Linked DNA regions of Mus musculus: regions 1 and 3 are each linked to region 2. The links are chromatin contacts, called in public promoter capture Hi-C maps. All regions are on one chromosome and are shown on one strand. The core of a region is the stretch at or near the end of the contact, and the rest is flanking DNA. Distances in the headings are between cores, read along the strand shown. Region 1 overlaps Bean1 (brain expressed, associated with Nedd4, 1). Region 2 holds the start of Cmtm4 (CKLF-like MARVEL transmembrane domain containing 4). Region 3 holds the start of Rrad (Ras-related associated with diabetes).

Region 1 (3,392 bases), core at 87-2,586, 180 kb after region 2:
GAGGGTGCGCATGGTAGCCATGGACTGCTGTTAGCCTCGCTAGTGACTTGTTCTTTCCGTCTGTGCTTCAGTGAGGCCTGGTGCTTAGCAGTGGCAGAGGCCTCTGGTTGCTAGCCAAAGCCTGGGACTTTCTGTGCCCATCCATAATGATTCAGCTACGGTATGGCTTTGTCTGCCACCCGCTGTGGCTTCCCTGTGTGAAGGCCTCTTCTGATCTAAAGAGCCTGCATGGCAGGAATCAACACTCTGTAAAAGGCTGCCTCAAAACAGCGCTGCTGAGAGCCAGGTATGAGCGACACGGAGCTGTCACCTCCGAATGCCTGACATCGAGGCCTTCAAGGCATGGTGTACCCTGTCTCTTGGGTTGCCACTGGGAGAGTTTGGTGGCCTGCATCCTTTCAAGCTTTCATCTCCCGCCACCTCCACCTTCTACTTCCCCGATGCCATTTCCCTGACCGGCGCTTTTGATAGTATGGCCATGTACCAGGAGTTGGTCCTGCTTCTTCCTGGCTTACCATCCGAATGATGGACCATCACATGCCATCTCCCAGGGATTCCAGGCACCCAGCTGTTCTCCTTAGGCCTTGTCCCTGGCAAACAGAGGGCTCAGGCTCTTTGTAGGAATGGGCAGAGCCCTGAGCAGGATGCCTACAGCCCAAGGAGTACGTGGATAGAAGAGACAGGCAGAACCAAGAGGCTGAGAGTCCCAGGAGTTTAAATCGTTAGAATGAGCGTCAGTGTAGGTGGTCCGGGTGGGAGTCAGCATGTGGCTGGACACCAGCACCATAAAGGAGGTAGAGCCCCACAGTGCAACATAGTAGCAAACAGAACAGAGGGCCAAGTGTTTTGCATAGAGAGGAGAATGCAGCCAACAGGAATTATCAGAAAATGAGACCCAGAGACAAAATCTCCTCTTGAAAATCAGCGGTATAATACAAACCCGGGATCCAAACATCAGGCTCATATAGCTGTGAGTGTCCCACAGCAGCAGTGGGCTTAAAAATAAAAGGGATTTCCTCCTCCTCCTAGGGTAGAGTCTGTGACAAATGAACAGTGGCAGCAGAGAGCCAGCAGGGGGCAGTGTGTGCTTGAGTTAGGCCAGTTGCAGGACAGCAGGCCTAGGGATTTTTCAGAAGGAACCTGTGGGTCCCTGTCTCATAATACCCCCGACACCCCCATCTGCCTCACTTTGTTCAGGGTCACACCCCAATTTTAGGGTGTGATTTTTGGGATTCTCTGTGCTAGCGGAAGGAAAACATGTCCGAGAAAGACAGTCTCTGTGCGTAAAAAGAGGTCACCAGGCAAAGCCTCTGTCTGAAGGGCAATGAGAAAGATGAGTGTTTCTGCAGAGGGAAGCATGGAGCATATTTCTATTTTCCTCAGAAGGATAAGCCTATGGAGTACTGAAGGCCAAAAGATGGTACCTTGTGTATGTGGAGTCAAGTTCTGAAATTGGTGGCTCATCATATCCTCACATCAGACAGGTCTCAGAGGAGTGGCAGCAGGCTCCATATGAAGGGGGCTGGGAGATGGCTCAGTAAGTGAAGTGCCTGTCGTGCAAGCAGGTCCAAGTAGGAGGATCTGAGTTCAGATTCCCAGTACCACATAAAGTCCAGGTGCACAAGCACAGCGGGGCACAGGAGGTCTGGGGGACTTGGGTGGCCAGCCAGCCGGTCTAAACTAATAAGGAAGCAGAGACAGGAGGATCGCCCCCTGGGCTACATAGCAACATTTGTTTCTAAAACCCAAACACAAGCAGAGAAACAAAAGAGGAAATCCCATGAGACTGTGCAGACACCCCCTCCCTACAAGAGCGCCACCTGGCGCAAACTTGAGAAACAGCCAGCTGGGCGTCTCAGCGTTCAGAGGGGCATACTTAAGACTGCCTGTTTACAGGGTTCCCTTCACCCTCTGAATTTGCAGCCACCAGGAACCCGCCGGGGCCCCTATACACCCCTCGAAAGTATCACTTCCTTCTACGTATTTGTTGATAATGAGCATTTATTTTGAGTACAGAAAAGATACATTGCTGCTTATTCAGCCTAACCTAGGAAGGAGAAAAGCTGTTCCGCAGATCCCTCCGACGTGGTGAATAGGCGGGGATGTTTTTCTGCCCCCACCACTTTCCAGAGCTCTAGAAACAGACTGCCTTTCTTAAAAAGAGTCTCATCCCCGGGGTGTGTTTTAAAGGCTGGACAGTACCACAGACAGACATCTTTGCCTAGAAAGCAGAACGCCACAAAGGTGGGCAAAAGGGCTTGTAAACAAGGCTCCCTCCCCCAGGCCTGGGACTCTAGGGTGCTGCCCGCAGCCTGCAGCCGCTGCCGCCTAGATGCTACAGAACTGGTGGTTGGGCCCTTTCGGCTCTGCATCAGAATAAATGCTTTCTCTATAGAAAATAAAAATCCTTGCTACCCCTCTGCTTAGGAAAGGGATTGATGAATTTTCTTAGCCCTTCATTGGAGGAGTTGAATGTGGGAAGGGGTTCAGTGGGGATGGGTCTGCTCTTCTGGGATGACCGTCAGAAGGTAGGAGTCCGGGAGGCAGGAGGTCTCACTCCCTGCCAGCGGCAGTGCTGACAGGATCCTCCTCAAAGGTGCTTAGCTTTGGCAAGCCGGGTCTTCAAAGATGGCCTCGTCACCTTATATAGTCTTCGATGGAGATCACATCGCTGGAGCTCAAAGGCTAATATCTGAGCCTATCTCCAACTGGCTGCCTCCACACACCTGCTTCCGTGATGGGATGTTGGCAGCAGACACTGGTCTCATAGTGACATGAAGTTTTTTTTGTTTTTTTTTTGCTTTTTTTTTTTTTTTTTTTTTTTTGTGGGGTACATGTGTGTGTGTTGTCTCTGTGTATATCCCAGAGAGGCAAGGCCAGACTTCATCAGCCCAGTCCCCAGCTGGGAGTTACCACCCTGGATGACAGCGCTGGCTCTTTGGTTGGTCTGAGACCTCTTACACCCAGGTCACCAGAGCTGGCTGGGCACTTACTGAGCAGTGGACTCTTCTGTGCCTCCTCTGAGTGATGTCTAGGAAGCATTATGTGTGTATGGGGCTGCCCACACCTTGTTTCTCTTGAGCTCTCAATCCTGGCACAGACATTAGAAGAACTGTGTTGTTCCTCCACGATACAGGCCCAAGGGCCTGTCTCCCCCTGAAACTTAGGGTGGGTGTCTGAGCTAACCCCACTAGCACCGCCACACTAAGGACATCGAGACAGGCTAAATGGGCTGTGAGGACCTCCAGGTCATGCCTAAGCCACCAGACCTGTTTCTCTCCCACCTCGGAAGTGGCAGGACGGTGACATTGTGGCTCTTCAGCCCTGGAGTTGAGAGATAGGCACAGTGCACAGTGGGACCTTATTGGGACCTGTCTCAGCTCCCAATAGGA
Region 2 (3,343 bases), core at 451-2,950:
TTCAAAGCTTTTAATGGATCATCTTGCATTTTCCTGCCTGCTGTCTCCTCTCCCCCACCTCCCACACAAGCACTTCTAGACTTTGCTGGCGCCCTTGAGCCTTTTGTTGTGATGTGTAATCTGGGTTGTATTTCAACCTTTCCCACGGCAAGCTTGGATGTCCATTCTCTTAGATGTGCCGTATCAGTTGCTGTGTGCACATTTCTCTCCAGCATCTAGTGTTCTATCCTTTGTCTCCGTTCCTACTCATTGTCCCTGGGGTATCAATAGACCTTTGTAGCTGCCATTTCAGGAGGGTTTTAAGAGAGAGTAGAGTTTGTCTTCAAGGATTTATTGTTTTGTTTTTTTGAGACAGGGTTTCTCTGTGTAGCCCTGGCTGTCCTGGAACTCACTCTGTAGACCAGGCTGGCCTCGAACTCAGAAATCCGCCTGCCTCTGCCTCCCAACTGCTGGGATTAAAGGCGTGTGCCACCACTGCCCGGCTGTCTTCAAGTTTTTAAAAAAGCTATTAACATTTGTCCTTGGGGTGGCAGGACTCTGGTGTGTGCTTTTGGAGGCCAGAGGACAGCTTGTAAGGACTGGCTCTCTTCTTTCACCCATGGGTCACAGGAACTAAACAAAGGTGGTCAGATTTGGTGGCAAACACTCTTACCCACTGAGACTTCTCAACATCCCTGTCCTCAATTCTTAGCATATTGCTTAGCTTACAGTAAGTGTCCCCCCCCCCTCAAAATATTTAGTAAGTCAAATAATATAAATATTGAAGCTGGTATCCTTTCAGCTTTGGAAATAGACCTTGTGTTCTACTCATTGAATATTTGGTGCCCTTGGACAAGCCACTTCTACTCTGAAAGCTTTGTCTCCACTTGTGTAAAATAGTAATGATTATAACACTTCATTTGGTGCCTTCCTCAAGGACCGGAACAGATCTGTATTCAGGGTGCTGAAAGGTTCAGTGTCAAAGTGACAATTCTTAGAAAGTTAGTGTTTTACTTAAGCTTAAAATTAGTCTTCACACTTGAATGACAAATTGGTCTATAATTAATGCCTCCAGGGCAAAATTTGAGTGTCGCCTAGCTTGATGCTTAGAGGTAGCAAAACTTTTCTCAGCCAGGATAGGGAACTGATATTAGTTGCCAAGCACCTACTGTGTGCTCATATATTTCTCCTATGCCAGCATGCTGGATCCCAAATTGACACTGGGGTTGTGTGGATTCTGCGGGCTCCATTAACCCCGACCTCCCCCACCCCCTCACAGGCTGTACCTCTGACACAGAATAGGGTTGTCTCAGTGTGCCCAGCGTGGGAACACACACACTTAAACCTGCAGACGATCCCACTTTCTCTAAAGCAGGCTCTAAGGCTGCGGGCAGAGAAAACAGCTTTGTGACTCTTTGGTCAGTCTCCATTCTCTCCACCCTTTTTCCCTCTTTTGGTCTGGGCCTTTCCTTGCAAGGGCCGCCGGCGACCACCCCGGAGTCTGGGCCAGACGCCCAGCAGGTGAGGGCGTGGTGGGGGCGTGACTAAGGCTCCTCACCGGCCCCGCCCCAACCTGCAACGCCCCTCCTCTCCCCCACGACCCCCCGCCCCCAGCCCTCAGCGCCCCGCCCCTCCCCGCGCCGGCCGCAGTCTCCGCCCCCTCCGGGCCGGCGCGCGGCTCCCGCCTCCTTCCCTCGGCGCCCGCTCCCGCCTCCCTCCCTTTCCGCTGCCGAGGCGGCGGGAGCCGAGCCCCAGCGGACCGAGCCGCGGCCGCAGCGGGCGGCGGGCGCAGAGGCGGCGGCGGTGGGGTGGTCTGGCGACGGCGATGCGGCGGCCGCTCTGAGCCTGCCCGCTCCAGGCGCCGGGGGAACCGGCCGCGCGGGGCGGCAGCATGCGGGGCGGCGAGGAGCTGGACGGCTTCGAGGGCGAGGCCTCGAGCACCTCCATGATCTCGGGCGCCAGCAGCCCGTACCAACCCACCACCGAGCCGGTGAGCCAGCGCCGCGGGCTGGCCGGCCTGCGCTGCGACCCGGACTACCTGCGCGGCGCGCTCGGCCGCCTCAAGGTCGCCCAAGTGGTAGGTGCCGGGCGGGGCTCCAGGTACGAGCGGGCGGGTCGGCGGCCTAGCCCGCGCCTTCTTTACCCGCACCCGGCCGCGGGGGAAGGCCCGGCCGACCAGAGTCGGGTTCGGGCTGCGCGGTCCCCGCTCCGCGCACTCCGTACTCCGAGGTCCTTGGGCTGCAGTCCCTGCTCCTCTGGGGACCGCGCCCTCGGCCGGAGTCTGCCTTTTGCAGCTCCGAAGCCTCAGGGGTGCCTGGTGCCTGCACACCTGCTCCGGGGCCTACCTGTGCCCTCCCTGCTTCATCGACAAGAGGTTGGTGCGCAGAGCCGGTTGCGAGGGCCGTGCCATCGCCTGGCTACTACTGTGCTTAGCAACTTGTAGCAGGTTTTCCGGCTCGCGTAACCCCCAGACGGTTCTCTGCTAACAGAGGCCGGGGGCTGTGGCATGGTTTCCTCCCTGGCGCCTAGCAGGGTGCCCAGCAGATGGTGGATGCTCAATAAATATTTGTTGAATGGAGGCGTGTAGCCCAGATGCAGTGGGGGAGTCCAGATCTACCCACAAAGCCTCCAGTCTTTACTGCGGACGTTGGCTTCCTTCATAGCATCCTGTAGTCTCAGCACTGGTGGTGGCTTCTTGGGACTGCCCAAATTGGTACCCAGAGTTAAGTCACTCTGGGAGGGCGGCCAGTTTGGGAGGTGACAGATACGGGGAACTTTCTGTTGGACTTAGGCATTCGAGAGCACATTTCTTGGTGGGTCCCCCCCCCCCCGCGACCCCCCAGAGTGTTTGGTTCAGGGGCTTGTGGGTTCTGTTTCGGTTTTGTGGTTTTGTAGCAGGTCCCTTTGGGCAGTGTAGTTTATCTTTGTGGTGGACTGGGCACAGTCCAGTTTAAAAAAAAAACCTTTGTATTCCTCCTATTCTCTGTCACAGGTAGCCTTTCACCGAGGCCTCAAAACTTTATAGACTTGTCACCCTGACAGAGAAGCCCTTTGCACAGAACTGCAACATATTTGCATTTTCCTTCTGGGAGCGGCAGGCCTGTTCGGCTTATTAACTGAGTGCATACGTTAATCTTTCTTGGGAGAAATACCATATGTGGACACCCTTTAAATAAAGGTCCCTGTGTTTGTAGGTTGTAGACTCATGGAGAGTTTCCTCTCTTCTCTGCGGAAGGCTTGGTCTTCTGATGCCTAGTTTTAAAGGGCATTAGTGAGAAATAAGTGGAGCAAGTTCCCTATCTTTACATTTTAAAACACTCTTAATCCAGGAATCTGGAATGTTCTCAGGGATACCAAGCTTCTG
Region 3 (3,699 bases), core at 68-2,567, 240 kb before region 2:
ACACACACACACACACACACAGTCGTCACCCTAGAGACTAGCAAGGAAGGAACAGTTCACGATATCCAATTCAGGACTGGGTACCTGAATGCTGGGAGAGAGGCAGACAGGGGACTAGACACCCAGTCCACCCAATCACCTCTCCTTCCCTCAGATACTATCCCTGTTTTCAAACCAGTGTCTGAGAAAGGGGAGCTCTGAAGCAGTGGTGGTACTGGGTATATTTTTGCCATTTATAAAAGAGTCTGGCACACGGGGATGGATCAAAAGTGAGTCTTAAACAGAGCAGAGGCCCTGCGACCAGTTCCTGAAAGCTACCCCTCCCCCATACCCTACATTTATGCCCCTCCTCGGTGAGATGTTTACAAGCAAAAGGCCCAGTGTGGGGCTCAGGAGCAGGAAGAACTTGAAGACTATAAAGGGGTTGGCTCTTTCTGGAGTCCCCCACTGTTAGGCCGGATCTCCCCAACTCTGGGCAACCTCATGCCCAAAAACAAAGTGGCTAGGGCCAGGGTTAGATATTTTTAGCAGTTACTGGCAGCTGTTCCGCATGCTTAGAGTTAGAGTTGGGATTTGAGTTTGTGTGTTCCTTTTTCTGGCCCTGTAGTTTCTCTCCAGCAGACAAGCACCCAGCAGGCTCTATCACCCCCTGAACCTCCTAAGGGACCCCAAGAATTCATGGATGACACCAACCTTCAACCTGAAGGGCAGTCCCGTTGGGAGACTCTTTAGGTCCCAGGACAAAGACAGGAATAGAAAGGACTTAGTGTTGAAGCTAGAAATACCAGTTTAGGACCCTCTAAATTCTGGTTAGGTCCATACCTGGAGGAACGGGCTTCATAGGTTCTGAGCGTGTCCATAATACGTCTACTGACTTGGGTAATAGGCCAGGAGTGAGCAGAAGGGAAAATTCATCTTTAAAGATGGAGTGGTAGTTCACTCCACTTTACCCACTACTGGCAGCCTCTGTATCAATGCACACACACACACACACACACACACACACACACACACACACTGGTGCACCCTCCTCAACGCACACTCCCCATCCCTCCCCTCCAACACCCCTCTAAACTACCCCCCATCCCGCGCGAGCCTCCTTCCAGCTACCTGCCCCGCCCCTGGCGGGTTTGCGGTCCTAGAAGGGAGGTGGGGGATTCCCGAGGGCGAGTGGATGCGTCAGCCTTTGCAGCAGCCCGGGAGGACAGGGGCGGGGGCGGGGGCGGGGGCGGGGGCGGGGGCGGGAGCGGGGGTAGGGGTAAGGGCGGAAGTCTGACTGGTAGAGGTTTAAATAGGAGGCCCTAGAACAGCGACCCAGCGCCAGCTGAGGGGCTGAGAAAGCAGCAGAGGAGAAAAAGACTGCAGTCGTGACAGCGACAAGGGTCTGAGTCTGAACAGGGGTCTACGAGTGGGTTCTATCAGATCCCCCAGTGGTCTGTGTCGCAGCGCTGATCAAGTCCTGATAACATCTGTGTGAGAGTTGGTGAGTGTCCTGACTAAGCGGGGTGGACAACACCATCTGGGGCTGAATGTGGATGCAGGTCCAGCTGGGTTACTGGTTAAGACGTAGAGACCTCCTGGTTGGCAGTAGGTTCCTTCATCCTGAGCATCTTTCTTGACTCCAGAGTCCTACCTGCTCCCGCGATAGAGCTGCCATCCCAATTCTTCGTTCCCCAGACGGCGTCCAACACGATGACCCTGAATGGTGGCAGCGGAGCAAGCGGGAGCCGTGGTGCGGGCCGGGAGCGCGACCGCCGTCGAGGCAGCACCCCATGGGGCCCGGCACCCCCACTGCACCGCAGGAGCATGCCGGTGGACGAGCGAGACCTTCAGGCGGCGCTAGCCCCGGGCTCCCTGGCAACGACTGCCGCTGGAACTCGGACACAGGGCCAGAGGCTGGACTGGCCCGAAGGCTCCTCCGACTCGCTCAGTTCTGGAGGCAGTGGGTCAGAGGAGGGCGTTTACAAGGTGCTGCTGCTCGGGGCGCCTGGTGTGGGCAAAAGCGCTCTGGCGCGCATCTTTGGTGGTATAGAAGACGGACCTGAAGCAGAAGCAGCAGGTGAGAGAGCTGAGCTGTTTAGATAAAGACAGTTGGGGGGCGGTGGAGCTGGACTAAAAGTGGCAAATACTATGAAATTTCAAGGCGTTTTCGAAATTATGTTATTTCCGCGTCCAAGATGGAGAAACTGAAGGAGACTTACTCCCTACTCACTCCACCCCCTCCACCTCTCTCCTACCCACGTACCAGTCGTTGATAGGAAAAAAGTGTCCAGAATAGAAGAGTAGAGTGCTAGATATGATTTTTTTCCTGTGGCTCGTAGCAGCACTTTCCTGCCTACCGGGGCTGGCAGGAACAAATTCTGAGGACATTTCTGGGAGAGGAAAGTTAGGTGGCCAAAGTCTCCAGGGTTTGTGACAGCCACTATACTAACTTCACCCAATATGACCACACCCACCCTTGACCCAGGCAGCAGGATCCCTAGACACCCAGTACTTCTCTAGTTTGGGGACAAAGAGATGGAGGTCGTGTCCTCCAGTCCCTGACTCCCGGGCTTGTCATATTGTTTGGGCATAGCAACCATCTGCTAACAGAGGAGAATTATCAGAGGACTGGGAGAAGCAGCAGGAGGCGTGGTCAGGAGAAGAAGGCAGACACTGGGAACGTTGACAGCCGACTGATAACTGGCTTCTTGGCTTCCTTTCTAGGGCACACATATGACCGTTCTATCACTGTGGATGGAGAAGAAGCGTCACTATTGGTCTATGACATTTGGGAACAGGTAGGACGCAGGCCGGGTCACAGGACACAAGAGGAAGCAAAGCTGGAGAAGGGTCTTGCTGGTAATTACAGGGTTGTGTGTGTGTTTGTGTCCCCTCCAGGATGGGGGCTGCTGGCTGCCTGGCCACTGCATGGCCATGGGGGATGCATACGTCATCGTGTACTCCATCACGGACAAGGGCAGCTTTGAGAAAGCCTCAGAACTCCGGGTCCAGCTGCGGCGGGCCCGGCAGACAGACGACGTGCCCATCATTCTCGTGGGCAACAAGAGTGACCTGGTGCGCTCTCGTGAGGTCTCTGTGGATGGTAAGCAGGCATCGGGTCAGGAAAGGGAGGGAGATCCTGGCTGGGCTGTGGGCCAGTTGGTCTTGGCTCAGCTTGAGTCCCTGGGGATCATCAGTGGCTAAAAATGTTCAGGAAGAAAACTTGGTGTTGGAGGGTGGGGGAGGTGTTGCTGGTCCATCAGGCCCCCAAAGGCCTACCTAAAACAAAGGAGAAGAATGAACCAGATCTGCTAGGGGAAATGAGACACACAAGCACCTCCTCAGCTGCTCGCTGGGTCCATGCCTGCCTGACAGGAGATATGAGTGAGGCTTAAGAGATGGAGGAACATGGAGAGAATCAGGAAGTCAGAATCCGATCCCAGGCCCTACCAGTCTCAGAGTAAACCTGCTCCTTCCTCATCGGGCTTTGGTTTAGCATCAACTTCTGTGGCATGCAGTACTTCAAACTCAGTGATCTTGCCAGACCCCCAGTCCACTGGGCTGTTTGTTATAGTAGCAAGTCATAAACTACCTAGTTGTCAAACAGTTTTCATTTGCCTTGGTCCACTATTACAGGCTACATTTTAAATGCTGGGCTTTAAATACATGAATACCTTTTTGTGGGCCACCATAAACTTTGGGGTCATATTCTGCCTA

The links. Promoter capture Hi-C pulls out the DNA fragments that hold promoters and counts their contacts. Capture Hi-C pulls out chosen DNA fragments and counts their contacts.
Region 1: a promoter capture Hi-C map of the HPC-7 cell line shows a contact between it and region 2. The contact joins the enhancer-like site here to the promoter of Cmtm4 in region 2. A contact is called at or near these places in 2 of 39 promoter capture datasets (the HPC-7 cell line and embryonic stem cells), 4 of 484 Hi-C or Micro-C datasets (the BV-2 cell line, the G1E-ER4 cell line, bone marrow-derived macrophages and 1 more), 3 of 115 datasets of contacts at active chromatin or transcription factors (embryonic stem cells, microglia and stem cell-derived neural progenitor cells) and 1 of 9 other capture datasets (liver).
Region 3: a promoter capture Hi-C map of liver shows a contact between it and region 2. The contact joins the promoter of Rrad here to the promoter of Cmtm4 in region 2. A contact is called at or near these places in 3 of 484 Hi-C or Micro-C datasets (double positive thymocytes and embryonic stem cells), 2 of 115 datasets of contacts at active chromatin or transcription factors (embryonic stem cells and memory CD8 T cells) and 2 of 9 other capture datasets (adipose tissue and liver).

Annotation. Positions count from the first base shown.
Region 1 is chr8:104,217,690-104,221,081 of GRCm38.p6, reverse strand. It overlaps Bean1 (brain expressed, associated with Nedd4, 1), which reads right to left. Exons shown (of 5, transcript NM_001141924.1): 5 at 1,984-3,392. Among named protein-coding and RNA genes, the nearest start is that of Tk2, 29 kb to the left of the region's middle. Within about 2 kb of position 1,336, at least 37 of the 459 cell types and tissues checked have an H3K27ac peak or open chromatin away from gene starts, as enhancers often do. A contact at or near this core is called in the HPC-7 cell line, bone marrow-derived macrophages and microglia, where this site is marked.
Region 2 is chr8:104,394,164-104,397,506 of GRCm38.p6, reverse strand. It overlaps Cmtm4 (CKLF-like MARVEL transmembrane domain containing 4), which reads left to right and starts at 1,700. Exons shown (of 4, transcript NM_153582.5): 1 at 1,700-2,056. The coding sequence starts at 1,871.
Region 3 is chr8:104,628,907-104,632,605 of GRCm38.p6, reverse strand. Rrad (Ras-related associated with diabetes) reads left to right here and starts at 1,317. Exons shown (of 5, transcript NM_019662.3): 1 at 1,317-1,483; 2 at 1,626-2,059; 3 at 2,707-2,780; 4 at 2,881-3,085. The coding sequence starts at 1,693. It overlaps Gm51588 (a long non-coding RNA gene), which reads right to left. Exons shown (of 2, transcript XR_003947593.1): 2 at 2,417-3,261. Gm33023 (a long non-coding RNA gene) reads right to left here and starts at 1,204. Exons shown (of 3, transcript XR_879143.3): 1 at 1,111-1,204.